Linked DNA regions of Mus musculus: regions 1 and 3 are each linked to region 2. The links are chromatin contacts, called in public Hi-C maps. All regions are on one chromosome and are shown on one strand. Each heading gives the region's core, a stretch centred on a gene start, on an enhancer-like site or on the middle of the called end of the contact. The rest is flanking DNA. Distances are from core to core; before and after follow the strand shown. Region 1 has its middle 180 kb from the start of Zfat. Region 2 has its middle 210 kb from the start of 1700012I11Rik. Region 3 overlaps Zfat (zinc finger and AT hook domain containing).

Region 1 (3,916 bases), core at 480-2,979, 640 kb after region 2:
GACAATACCTCCGCCTCACCTTGCTTCAATCATTCAACCCCTTTTTCTTTTTTTTTATTAGATATTTTCTTCATTTACATTTCAAATGCTATCCCATAAGTCCCTTATACCTCCCCCCCCCGCCCTACTACCCAACCCACCCACTCCTTCTTCCTGGCCCTGGCATTCCCCTGTACTGGGGCATATGATCTTCACAAGACCAAGGGACTCTCCTCCCAATAATGGCTGATTAGGCCATCTTCTGCTACATATGCAGCTAGAGACACGGACACATTCAACCCTTTTAGTGTTTCAGCACTTTGGTTACAGGATATTCCCCTTCTACCACTGTCTTATTTTCCTCAGAGCACCATTAAAGGAATTAGAAGCCACTAAAGCAGATATGACTGACTCATTCATAATAATAATAAATAATAATAATAATAATAATAATAATAATAATAAAAACAAATTATCAGGATGTCTATATACTCTACTTTCCTTCCTCAAGCAGGAAATGGATACCTAGACATAAGGGCAACCCTCAGGGGCCTGGGGCAGCTCCAGAGTACAACTCTTCTCTCCCATTCTTCAAGCAGGGAGGACTGGCATCTTCAACCAATGGCACCAGGGGGTTCTTGTTGAAAGGTACCTAGGTAAAAACTGTGTCAGATTTTTGACAGTGAAAGTTCTTGGCTGTTGGAAATACAAAAAAAAACCATGAATATATCTGCAGCTTTTAACGATCTGACCCTGTAGACCCAAGTGTCTAGGACAGGGTCAACAAACTATTATTTGTGGGCCAAAGTTGGGCCATCTCCAACATTTATAAATAAAGTTGTGTTGGAATGCAATTGAGCTTACTCATTGACACAGCTGCTTTTATGTTAGAGTGGCATAGAGGAGTGGTTGCAGCAGAGACAGTGTTGCTTACAGAATTTAACGTCTGGCTGGCTCTTTATAGGAAAGTATTTGTTGGTCTCTATAGGACTGCAGTGGCCCAAGGCTCTATCAGGAGTCCTTCCAGCTCCACAAGACCCAAAATACTATCTTAGAGCAGACCATGTAGATATATGTCAAATAGTGAGCATACATACTATATATAGCTACAGCCTACATACTAGCTGGCAAGCTCTACAGTAGTTATACTTAATCATTGCCTTAGCCCTACAGAGTGAAAACACTCATTTCTGAGCAAGCGAACTGAAGGTCTTTGTAGTAAAGAAATACATCTCAGGCTACAAAGTTGTAACCTGCGAAGAGAAACTCAGTCCCGAGGAGACTTTTTAGGGTCACTCATGGTCCATAGCATAATTGGGGAAAAGATTCAAGACTTCTGGCTTGAATTCTCAGTCTATCTCAGTGGGATGGCCTTTGGTCCTCGCAGTGGGATTCATTAAGGTTGTGCTCTGCATCATAGGAGGCCCTAGAAAGATCTGAGCTCTTATCTCCATCTGTATAATGAATGACCACAAATGCCTGAGTGCCTCCACTTTCCAGAGGAAGACACTGAAGCCCAGCCAATAAAAGGCTTACTGCCAGGAAGGCTCAAGCAGGAATGTAGGACTTCTAGGATCCCAAGTCCTTTTCTTATACACCAGGCTGCAGGCTGAAATGGAGTTGCTCTAGAGGCAGAGAATGGCTCTACCTCCTCTCACTCTCCTGGACACTCAAGAGGTCCTCTATACTAGTAGTCTGCAAACACCAGCCTGGGGTTTGTCAGCTTGGACCAACCAAGGGAATTCTAGCTCCCCCTACTGGTGGCCCATTGTCTCAGACAATGGCATTCCTCCTTTGCACTTCTGTGCCCCTTGGACCACATACATATCCATCTCCAAGTTGTACCTTCAGATGCTAGAAGAGTATGGGAGGGGAGCTGGAACTGGACACACCACTGTGAACATCATTGCTCGGTTCTCAGCTTAAATCTCAATCTCTCTCTCCCTCTCCCTCCCCCTCCCCCTCTCTTCTTCTGTCCTCTGTTTCCTCTCTCTCTGCCTCTACCTCCTTCTCAACCCCTTTCTCATGACTCAAAATAAACTTCATAGATCTGTCATATGACTGGTACCTCGGGGTTCACATCCTCCCACCCTCCTTTCACATCATATCATGTTTTGCCAAACATATCAGTAGGTCTTTGCCTTTCACTAGGACTCCCAAAGAACTCAATCATATGTGAGGGGACTTCTTGGCAGCATACTGGCTTCCACAAGTGGGGTATTCTTCTCTCCCATTAGCCTGTAACATCCTCCAGGGATAAGAGTGGGAGGTCTAGGGTTGGGTACAACAAACTTAACCTTCTATTCAACCAGAATCCTGTCCTCCAGAGAGGTCAAACATTGTCTAGGTGAACTGAATGTAGACAAGAGAGTACATGCTGGGTTCTTCTCATCTTTCTGTCCAGCCTCCCACAGACAAGGTCAGTGCTAATTGGGTGCAAGTATAAGGCACTTAACACATTCCCCACCTAAGGGTTTCTGGTTCACAGCATCCCACTCATACAAGTTCACCTACCTGAAATTACGTTCACTAAATATGTCCAGTTCTAGAGTGTAGATTCAGTCACTGAAAGAGCCAGCTCATTTGGAGGATCGCCCTTTGTGGACCAACACACAGTCGGCTCCTATGAAAACTTCCCAGGGGTGAAGGGATGGCCTTAGATTTGCCAATATTCCAACAAAATTATTGCTCACTGCAAAGGCAGTTTGGGGTGAGTTATGACATCATGGAGGACCAGAACAGACATCTAGATCAACGGTGTCCTCAACTATGGATGGATGCTTTCCTTTTGCAGGCCATGGAGGCTCCTGATGCCCAACTTACACTAACAGAATAGTTGTGTCTCTGCGGAGGACCACAGTGAAAGGGGCTGGTCCTTGCTGCAGGGGTGGCTTCCTAAAGTCTCCTTCTGAGTCCCTCCTGTCCTGTTCTAACAGTAGGTGGTAAGGTCAGCAGCCGCAAGAACTGAAGGCAACAAGAAGATGACATAGCAGGGACAAGCCTTACCCAAACCCTCATTGCGGGTACATAGCTCTCAATGGAAGCACCTACTTGCTCTCATCATGGGATATGTCCCCTGTTTTCTGAGCCTGTTTGCACACATATAACACAGATTGCTCCACCATCCCACACTTTGATATGGTATGTTCATTCACATTGCTTTTCATATCTCTGTCTCTCTGTCTTTGTCTTTCCCCCCCTGCCCCTCCCTGCATGCCCAAGCATGTCTGCATGTTGGGGGTGACTTGATGAACTTTGCATGTTTCCCATCTCTGCAACTGGTTTGGGAGCACTCCAGAATTTGAAATGCTGATGAAATGATGGTATTAGAAGGGGGTGATGATGCGCCACTATGTTCATAGCAGCCTTATTTATAATAGCCAGAAGCTGGAAAGAACCCAGATGTCCCTCTACAGAGGAATGGATACAGAAAATGTGGTACATTTACACAATGGAGTACTACTCGGCTACTAAAAACAATGAATTTATGAAATTCTTGGGCAAATGGATGTATCTGGAAGATATCATCCTGAGTGAGGTAACCCAGTCACAAAAGAAGTCACTTGATCTACACTCAGTGATAAGTGGATATTAGCCCAGAAACTTAGAATACCCAAGATACAATTTGCAAAACACAAGAAAATCAAGTATCTAACGTGTGGATACTTCATTCCTCCTTAGAATAGGGAACAAAATACCCAATGAAAGGAGTTACAGAGACAAAATTTGGAGCTAAGAGGAAAGGATGGACCATCCAGAGACTGCCCCACCTGTGGATCCATCTAATAATCAGCCACCAAACCCAGACACTATTGCATATGCCAGCAATATTTTGCTGAAGGAACCCTGATATAGCTGTCTCTTGTGAGACTAGGCCGGTGCCTGGCAAACACAGAAGTGGATGCTCACAGTCAGCTATTGGATGGAACACAGGGCC
Region 2 (4,301 bases), core at 1,455-3,954:
GTACCATCTTGATATTTTCTTTCCGTTGACAGCAGTATAGGGTAGACCCTTGTTAGTATCCTGCTCTTTAAACATATTGAGGGAAGAAAACTGCATAGATGGCTTGCCAACATCTGATGACTACTGCCACGGCACAGCTATTGATGTGGAATCAAGTATATACATCATCAACACACACATAACTGTGAGCTGAAATAATTATTGTCTCCTTTAAGTTGATTTTCACCAGATGTTTGTCACTGTGACAGAAAGCTACTACATCAGGGGTGATTTATGACCAGGCATAGCATATAGCCTTGGCAAAATGTTATTTCTTGAGAGGCTCAGCTCCTGGCTGATGCCTTTGAGGACATCATCTCATGTTGATGAGGTAAACCTCATCTTGTGTTGACCTATCTGACCATTGTGTGAATCTGCCAGGTGGTGCATCCACAGCTTGGCCAGGGTCTGTACAAAACAGACAATGATTAGTAACTGAACTGGAGCTGCAGCCAGAATCTACGGAGGAATTGGCTCTCAAAACATCCCATTATCATAGCCTGAGAGGTTATACCTAGTGATGAATGCATTTGCTAAGTAAACCATCATTGGTTCTAGAAAAGCGCTGTCTGCAGTCAAAGATGCTATGGGAAGGAGACCTCCTCAGTCATAGCTGCCACAAAGACTGAAGCCCAGGCACAAGGCTTTCACTCACTAGATGAGATGTGATAAACTGATTATGGTTTCTGTAGCCTTTTCTCCATGAAATGGGCACATGAGTCAGCAGAGATCTACATGTAGTTGGTGCTGGATACATAATTAAATGAAGCCACTGATTGCAACTTACCTGTGCCAGTATCCGGAACACTTATATTTTGAATAAACAAGTAGTGAATGAGTGGATGAATGAATGAATGAATGAGTGAGTGAGTGAGTGAGTGAGTGAGTGAGTGAGTGACTAGACAAGTTCTAACATAAGTAGGTTTGGTAGATCATGATTGTAATGTGGGACATTGAGATGGGAAGATCCTTAAGCGTTCTAGGCCAGATTGGGCTACATAATAAACTCCCAGGTCAACCTCAGCTTAAGAGTAACTATCTCCATGTGACATGGTCAGTCACCAATACAATGGTCAAGTACACGGTGAAGAGGTGAAAGAGAAAGACAAGAGGAGCTGTTTGTTCACTATGAAGAAAGACTAAAGTGGAGACACGAGAATAGTGAGAAACAGCCTGATGTGAGTATCCTGTCCTTGTTGCCAGAGGCCATGGTGATGTTCAGGCCCATGCTGCCACAGAGTATGGGTCCATGACTCTGCATCAGTAGAGGTCTGAGTTGATACTCATGGCCCATGTTACTTCTTAAAGCCATTGGAACCTCTCTGCTCTAGGCTGCTGCTTGGGGCCATGTGGATGTCCATAGATGCACAGAAGGAGACCCTCCTCTCACCTGGGCTGGAAAGCTGGCATTGGTGGTGCAAGTATAGAAGAGCAATTCAGCTACCACCCAGGCCCAGATCCAGGGCTTTGAGTTGGCCTATTCAGATATCGACTCCATCCATAAAATGCTGGAGCTCATGAAGGGACCAGTCCTGCAGAGCCAAAGCTGCAGGTTCTCCGTGACACAGGGTAACGACAGGATATCCAAGAGGAGTCTCAGTGAGGGTACAGTATTGATGATGTAGCAGAAGCCAGAGGCCTTGAAACAGACCAATGACCAATGCCTCATTGCAATGAACATTTTTGCGTGCCCGTGCGCATGTGTGTGTGTGTGTGTGTGTGTGTGTGTGTGTGTGTATTTCAGGTTCTTAATCACCTAAGCAGTATTGGTAAGGGTTCCATCTGATGGAATCAGTCAAATTAGATGTTGGCTTGTTACTCCCAGAAACTTTCTGCCACCATTGCCCTAACATATCTCATAGGCACAACAGTATTGTAGATCAAAGCACTTGTGGCTGGGTTTGTGTTTCTGTGTCTCTTTTGGTAGTGTACAGAGTACTACTGTACTGCAGCAAAGATGCCAGAACATAGGGATTAAGGCTGTGTGTTAGACACCAACTCAACTTCATGTTCCCCGAGTTGTATTGGTGTTGTCTTTAGCTGTCAGTTTGTGGAGAGCCAACTTCTCTTGGCAACAGCCTGGGTTGTGTGCAGGTTCTCATGGAAACCTTTTAACCAACAACTCAATTAGATGTAAGCCAATCATAGTACTGGGAGCTTCATTGAGTGACAGGAGATCTTCACTTGGGGGTCTCTCTCCCTGTTACTTGGATATTTTATTTACATTGTCTTCATATATGCACATATTTTAGGAGGCTTCTACTATAATAGGTTTCCCTTCAAATGGTCCCCCTGTCTTTCCCATAATCCCTCCTTTGTCTCCCTCTCTCCTCCCCCTCCCAAGTTGATTCTCTGGTTCCATCCTTCCCCCCTATCCATCCATAACCATTCCATTTCCCTTACCTAACAAGATCTACCCGTCCTCCATAGTCCCTTAAAAGAATGGAACTTTAAGATGTTTGTATAGGTAGTAAATTCTAGTCAGGCCTTGTTCTTTGAGACTCGGAGAGTCAGTGTATCTGCCCAAACCTCAAGCCAGGACTACAGAAGTAATATGTGCTTTGAATGGATGTGTGACTGACCTAATTGAGGAGGACAGTTAACATTCAGGTGTCAGCTTCCAACTTGTCCAAAGCCTCACTGTAGCCACTGGCCAGAGTGCCTGCTCTCTTGCGCCACCTACTGGACCTTGTGAAAAATCACTGTATAATTGCCAGTGCAAGGCCTGGTGCTAGGTAGTAAAAAGAAAAACCAAATTCCACAGAATGAGGACTCATGGTATCAAACAAAACCTTTAAGGTGAGTCTTCTCTTTTGTGTCAAAAGTGATGACTATTAGATGCATTAGGTGTTTACAAGCTACAGCACCAAACTCTACAAAACATGAGGTCAGCTTTTAAACAATAACTCTTCAGAAAAGATACCTAGCTTTTGGGATTTTTCTGTTTCGTCCTTCTGAAGGAATATCAAACCAACCCCAATGATTTTTTTTTAATTTTAGCTATTTTATGGTTATTCTTATTTATTAATTCTCAATCTGAGGGGAAAAGCAGTTTTGATCACAGTGTTCTGGACTAAAACTTAAAATGATATATTGCTTTAACCCTATATATGCATTCATGCACATATGCATGCATTTTAAATATACATATATACATCTTGATGTGATTTCCATGAGATTTGTGGAAGTTGACAGATAGCAAGACTGAAGAAAGGAATTTTGGTGCATGTGGAATCAGAGCATGAATGAGTCCAGCAGGGATAGGTGGGGTTCAAAGGGGACCACTGACCTCCATTCTGGCCACCTAGTCCACAAAACACATGGTGTGTTCATTTCTTCAAAAAGTATTTACTTTATTCCTAATGGACTCTGGAGAATAGTGACAGCTGCTCTCCTGCTTCACTTCCACTGGCTCTCGGCCCTGACTCTGAACTTACATTGCAAAGAAGTCCCTACTAGAATGCCTTTTGATCTTTCTAGTGATGCCCAAAGGCAGACATCTCTGACCTACCTGGTGACTAGTGGCCAACTCATATGGTCAGGAAAAAATGGAGCCTATGGTTAACCATAATGCCAAGTCTACTGTCACTAATATCACCCAAGTAATCCCTCCTTCAAAGTTCACAGTCACCATGAGTGTAGTTATAATGGTTGATGATGCAGGTCTGTTTCCACCCAGCAGATGATCTGCTGACACTGTGCACTCTTTGATCTTCCTCATAATTGCATATCCTGGACACTCTGCTATCTGATGAAAAAATATTCTGTTTGGCATGTGTTACTGTAGACCCCTGTCAATGTCCACTGAATAAATGAGTGACTATTAGTTACTAGGGAATTAGATAAGTGTAAATTAGTAAAAGAAATGGGTCACCTCCATGTTCACTAGTAAACAGTTTTGGCATGAAAATAAGAACTGAAATTCTAGGGGTGATAAGAAAATATAACTCCTTTGATTGTGTCTGAGATGCACAGTCTCATTATCATATATTTTATATCTTAATATAATTGATCACCTAATTGAATGCCTTTAAAAGTCATACTGTGTTTTTAAGTGCTTTTCTTATGCTTTTAGAAGGATTATAGATTATGAGAACAATGTCCTCAGGACATTTTCTTGAGGTCTCTGTATTCACCCTGTTATTTTTTTCTTCACTAGCATTTTTCTAATTTCATTTCTGTTGCTATGATACATTATACCAACAAAGAGCAACTCTTTTGGAAAAGGGTTTATTTTGGTTTACCCAGGTTATAGTTCTTTT
Region 3 (3,854 bases), core at 274-2,773, 730 kb after region 2:
AGCCAGTGTGAGAACTGCTGTCGTGGTTCATCTCAAATGCATTTCTTGACCTCTTTGAACTGTTAGACTCTCTGAGCACCTGCCCACCGTGTGAATGAAGTTCCTCACGTGTGATCAACACCTATGACTATGGAGAGTCCCCAGACTTATCTTATGTTGCCCCTTCTTGTTAGTCTTCATGCTTATCTTTTGCATTTGCCTACTGCTGCTCTTTTTCCATGTTTTATTTTGGGAGTGAGCTGGGAGAAAGAATACTTACAGTGCAATTGCAGTGATTAGCTCCAAAGACTCGCGAATAATGTAATGTGGGTAAGTAGGCTTTTCTTTATCCTTTACAGTTCCATCATTATAAAGAAATTCATAGACAAGTGAAAAAGAGCAGGCCATGAACACTCCATCCTAAAACTGCAGCCTTTCGTTTCCTAAACCTTTCTCAGAATTCAGAAGGTTTTCAAATTGAGAGATTTCTTCCAGAAGTTCAATGTGGAATACTGACACCCGTGTCCTGTGAATGCATAGTGTTGGCTATACATTAAGCCTGGTATGGAATACTGACACCCCGTGTCCTTGAATGCATAGTGTTGGCTATACATTAAGCCTGGACATACACAGGGTCTTCTTCTGAGGAATGTAGGAGACCATCTCACTGATGCCTGCAGCAAATCTCAAGGCAGTTTATAATTGTGTTTCATGGAAAAGTGACCAGAAGATGGAATATTTGTCCCATCCTGCGTCACATACAAAGAAAGGAAAGACTGAACCACGCTCTCCCACTCCAGACCTCTGTCTGCCATGCAAGCATTATCCCCCAGGGGAACAGATTTATAATCCTCAGGCTGCCATCTCCCTGGATTTGCATCAGCGTCAGGTTCGTGGTCTGTCTCTGACCACTCCCAGACGACTCCCCTGAGCACCATCCTAAACCAATCTCCACACAAAGGCTTCTGCCTCCTTCTCTACTGAGAAAACTCCTAGCAATGACTTCCTTCAGTGCCCTCAGAAAATGACATATAGGTATTCATCTCGTCACCACTGTCAACTCCTCCTTTCTTGCCTCCACATGGGAGGTATCGCTTTCTCTTAGTGCGAGTCAGTAAAGATGTAAAGAACAGGGCTTTAGAATCATGTAGCATGGGTCCAAATCCCAGTTCCCACTACTTTTTGGCTGTACAACACGAGCATTTCATAGCGTTCTGTGCCTCGTGTTCCTCACTGGTAAAACTAACCTGGCTTGCTAGTCCCTGAATGCACTAACTAGCGTACCATGAGCAAGCCGAAAGTACACACTGGGCCCACAGTGCTTACTAAGTGCTGGCACACAAGAAAGCACCTTTCAGTTCCAGCACTGCACCTCAGGTCCACTGCCTCCTCTCTTCACTGACTCTCTGCCCATCAGCTCCTCCCCTGAGCCCTGCCACTGATAGTATGTTATGCAAAATACTTGGCCATCCATCTTCCTCTGACCCTACAGTCCTGCCTATAGTGGTCAAGCTCCCGACAAGCAGGAAGGAACTATTACGCAGGACTAGCAGGGCACTTTGCCACTTGCACCTTCCTCATTCTGAGGAGGGCAACATTCTCCTCTAGCGGCAAGGAATGAGGTCGATGACAGAAGACCCTTGACTCCTAGCTTGTCAGAATCTTTGCAAGTAGCTGTCCAACACTTCCAGTCCTGGCCAAGCCCCCAGAGCACAGCAGCCCCTATGCTTCTCTGGACTGCGACCTTTCTACTCAACCCTTCCACTTTCCAATCCTCTCTCTACAGTATAAACAGTGACGCTCCACACTGCCAAAATGTCAAGCCTCCAGCAGCCCGTTTTACTGCCAATCCTTCATAGTTCCATTGTTCTTCAATGCTAGTTACATACAGAGCAGAGTAGTGGGCACTGCAACTGCCCAGAGAACATATGGGCTTTCCTGTTCTCAGGACACTAGTTAACCCGTAAGCAAAGGACAGTGGTCTAATTCACTACAGTTATATCCAGAGCTAGAAGATGGGAAACACCTCTATTAACCACAACTGCAACTGCAATTAAAGTCATGGTCTTAATCTCTGATCTCTATTGGCTAGAGTCATATATCTACATGCTAAAGAAATCACAACAGCAGGGTATGCAAAGGCAAACTTCCTCTTTATGTAATCCCAAAATAATGTACACAGAATAAAATTAAATAGATGTTCCAGATGGAAAGACAACTCACCCTCATGAGCCCAGATGTGCCGCTGAAGGTCTGAGCCATTCTTCATGAAATAGAAATCACAATATGGACACTTCATGGCTCGCTTTCCAATTAGCCCTTTGAGCTGGACTCTTCTCCCAAGAACCTCAGAAATGGTATTCATGGAGACCTCTGTCAGAAAAGCAGGGTGGTAATCAGAGGGGATGCGGCACTTTGCTCTTCAGGTGTGAGGTAAATAAACTTCAGTGGAGCACCTGCATACCTAAGAAATGTCCATCAAGTGCCTCCTTGGTGTCATGAGACAGTGTTTTTACTGAAAAAGCTAAACTTGGATCTGATCAAGCCGTGATCTAAGACTCTGTTAACCTTTAGTATGAAGAACAGAGAAAACACTGCAAGGCAATGACCAGACAAATCAACACAGGCTTTTCATAGGAAAAGTAACTCAGTTTCTCCCAGAAGTCACTAGTGTGGAAAACAGACTGCAGACTGGGGACTCTACAGACTACAAGGAACATAAATAATATAAAGTACTAAATACTAAAATACTGCAGCTTGATTCAAACAAACTATACAAAAAAAAAATCTCATATCAACCCAGGATACTTTAAATGACCATACATAATAAATATCTTAGGATGCAGTAAGAATCATGGTTAGCGCTGCTTTTTATAGGTCACACAGAGGTCATGCTAAGCAAAACCATTATTTATTGAGATAACCTGTATAGTCTTTCATAGAAAACTTAAGTGAGCTAAACTTTAAAATACTCTAGAAGAAAAAGTCCCTGGGTGGATACATACAAAGGGCTTGGAAATGTATTAGAAGCACGTGGAAGCTGAGATTGGACACGCGGGGTTCCTTGTGTAATTCTGTATTCATGATCAAAGGTCAGTGCTCTTAAAGGATATAGTCAGCTCACACTAGAGTGACATAGAACAAACAACCTAAGCCATGAGCTCCCATACTGACAAAGGTTCAAGGCTCACCTTGTCCCCAGCTAAAACTGTGAGAGCCCTTTGCTCTTCACAGACTAGGCCATTCTCCTCTATCAAGGGCACACACTAATTTGTCAATAAGAAGAGACAGGGATTGAGAAGGAGGTATATTTTGCTTGCTAATTATTTAAGTAACACAGAGAACCCAGGTCCGCTCTGCCTGCTCTACTTAATATGACAATGGAGTCTGACACTAAGATCTACCTCAAAGATCACATGATAGTAAAACTGACATTTCCTGGCGGGTTTGTGGCCAGCATACCTACCATAGTACTGGGTGGAGCAAGGCCAACAAAGGGCTTCTGAAGGCAAGAACATTTCAAATAATGAATTAATTCAAGCCTCCCTCTTCATTCTAAGCTGGTACTGCTTACTACAGTATTATGTTTTAAAATAGACATAACTATTTAAAAATTAATCTTCCGTTTAAATTCATAACCTTACCTGGATGATTAGTCTTGATATGTGACTTTATCAATCGGTCTTCTGAAAATGATTTTTCACATACAGGACAAGAATAACTCCTTTTGTCCTTAAGAGAAAAAAAAAAGAAAAAGAAAGGACAATTAACAATCTTAAGTCTAGGTTCTATAGAAAAATAACTTTTATCATCACTGTCGTCATTGCCAAACACAATCATCATCCCCACCACTACCAACACACACCATTACCACT

Evidence for each region. A called contact is a pair of places that touch in the nucleus more often than the background predicts.
Region 1: a contact with region 2 is called in a Hi-C map of bone marrow-derived macrophages, with 17 read pairs. The contact joins two enhancer-like sites. A contact is called at or near these places in 1 of 15 datasets of contacts at CTCF or cohesin (large pre-B cells), 13 of 484 Hi-C or Micro-C datasets (B cells, the BV-2 cell line, bone marrow-derived macrophages and 7 more) and 1 of 115 datasets of contacts at active chromatin or transcription factors (bone marrow-derived dendritic cells).
Region 3: a Hi-C map of bone marrow-derived macrophages shows a contact between it and region 2, with 13 read pairs. The contact joins two enhancer-like sites.

What each region holds. Positions count from the first base shown.
Region 1 is chr15:68,075,857-68,079,772 of GRCm38.p6, forward strand. No RefSeq gene overlaps it. Among named protein-coding and RNA genes, the nearest start is that of Zfat, 180 kb to the right of the region's middle. Within about 2 kb of position 1,730, at least 9 of the 459 cell types and tissues checked have an H3K27ac peak or open chromatin away from gene starts, as enhancers often do. A contact at or near this core is called in bone marrow-derived macrophages, where this site is marked.
Region 2 is chr15:67,431,782-67,436,082 of GRCm38.p6, forward strand. No RefSeq gene overlaps it. Among named protein-coding and RNA genes, the nearest start is that of 1700012I11Rik, 210 kb to the left of the region's middle. Within about 2 kb of position 2,705, at least 7 of the 459 cell types and tissues checked have an H3K27ac peak or open chromatin away from gene starts, as enhancers often do. A contact at or near this core is called in bone marrow-derived macrophages, where this site is marked.
Region 3 is chr15:68,166,513-68,170,366 of GRCm38.p6, forward strand. Zfat (zinc finger and AT hook domain containing) reads right to left here. Exons shown (of 16, transcript NM_001145888.1): 8 at 3,624-3,711; 9 at 2,203-2,352. Among named protein-coding and RNA genes, the nearest start is that of Zfat, 90 kb to the right of the region's middle. Within about 2 kb of position 1,524, at least 29 of the 459 cell types and tissues checked have an H3K27ac peak or open chromatin away from gene starts, as enhancers often do. A contact at or near this core is called in bone marrow-derived macrophages, where this site is marked.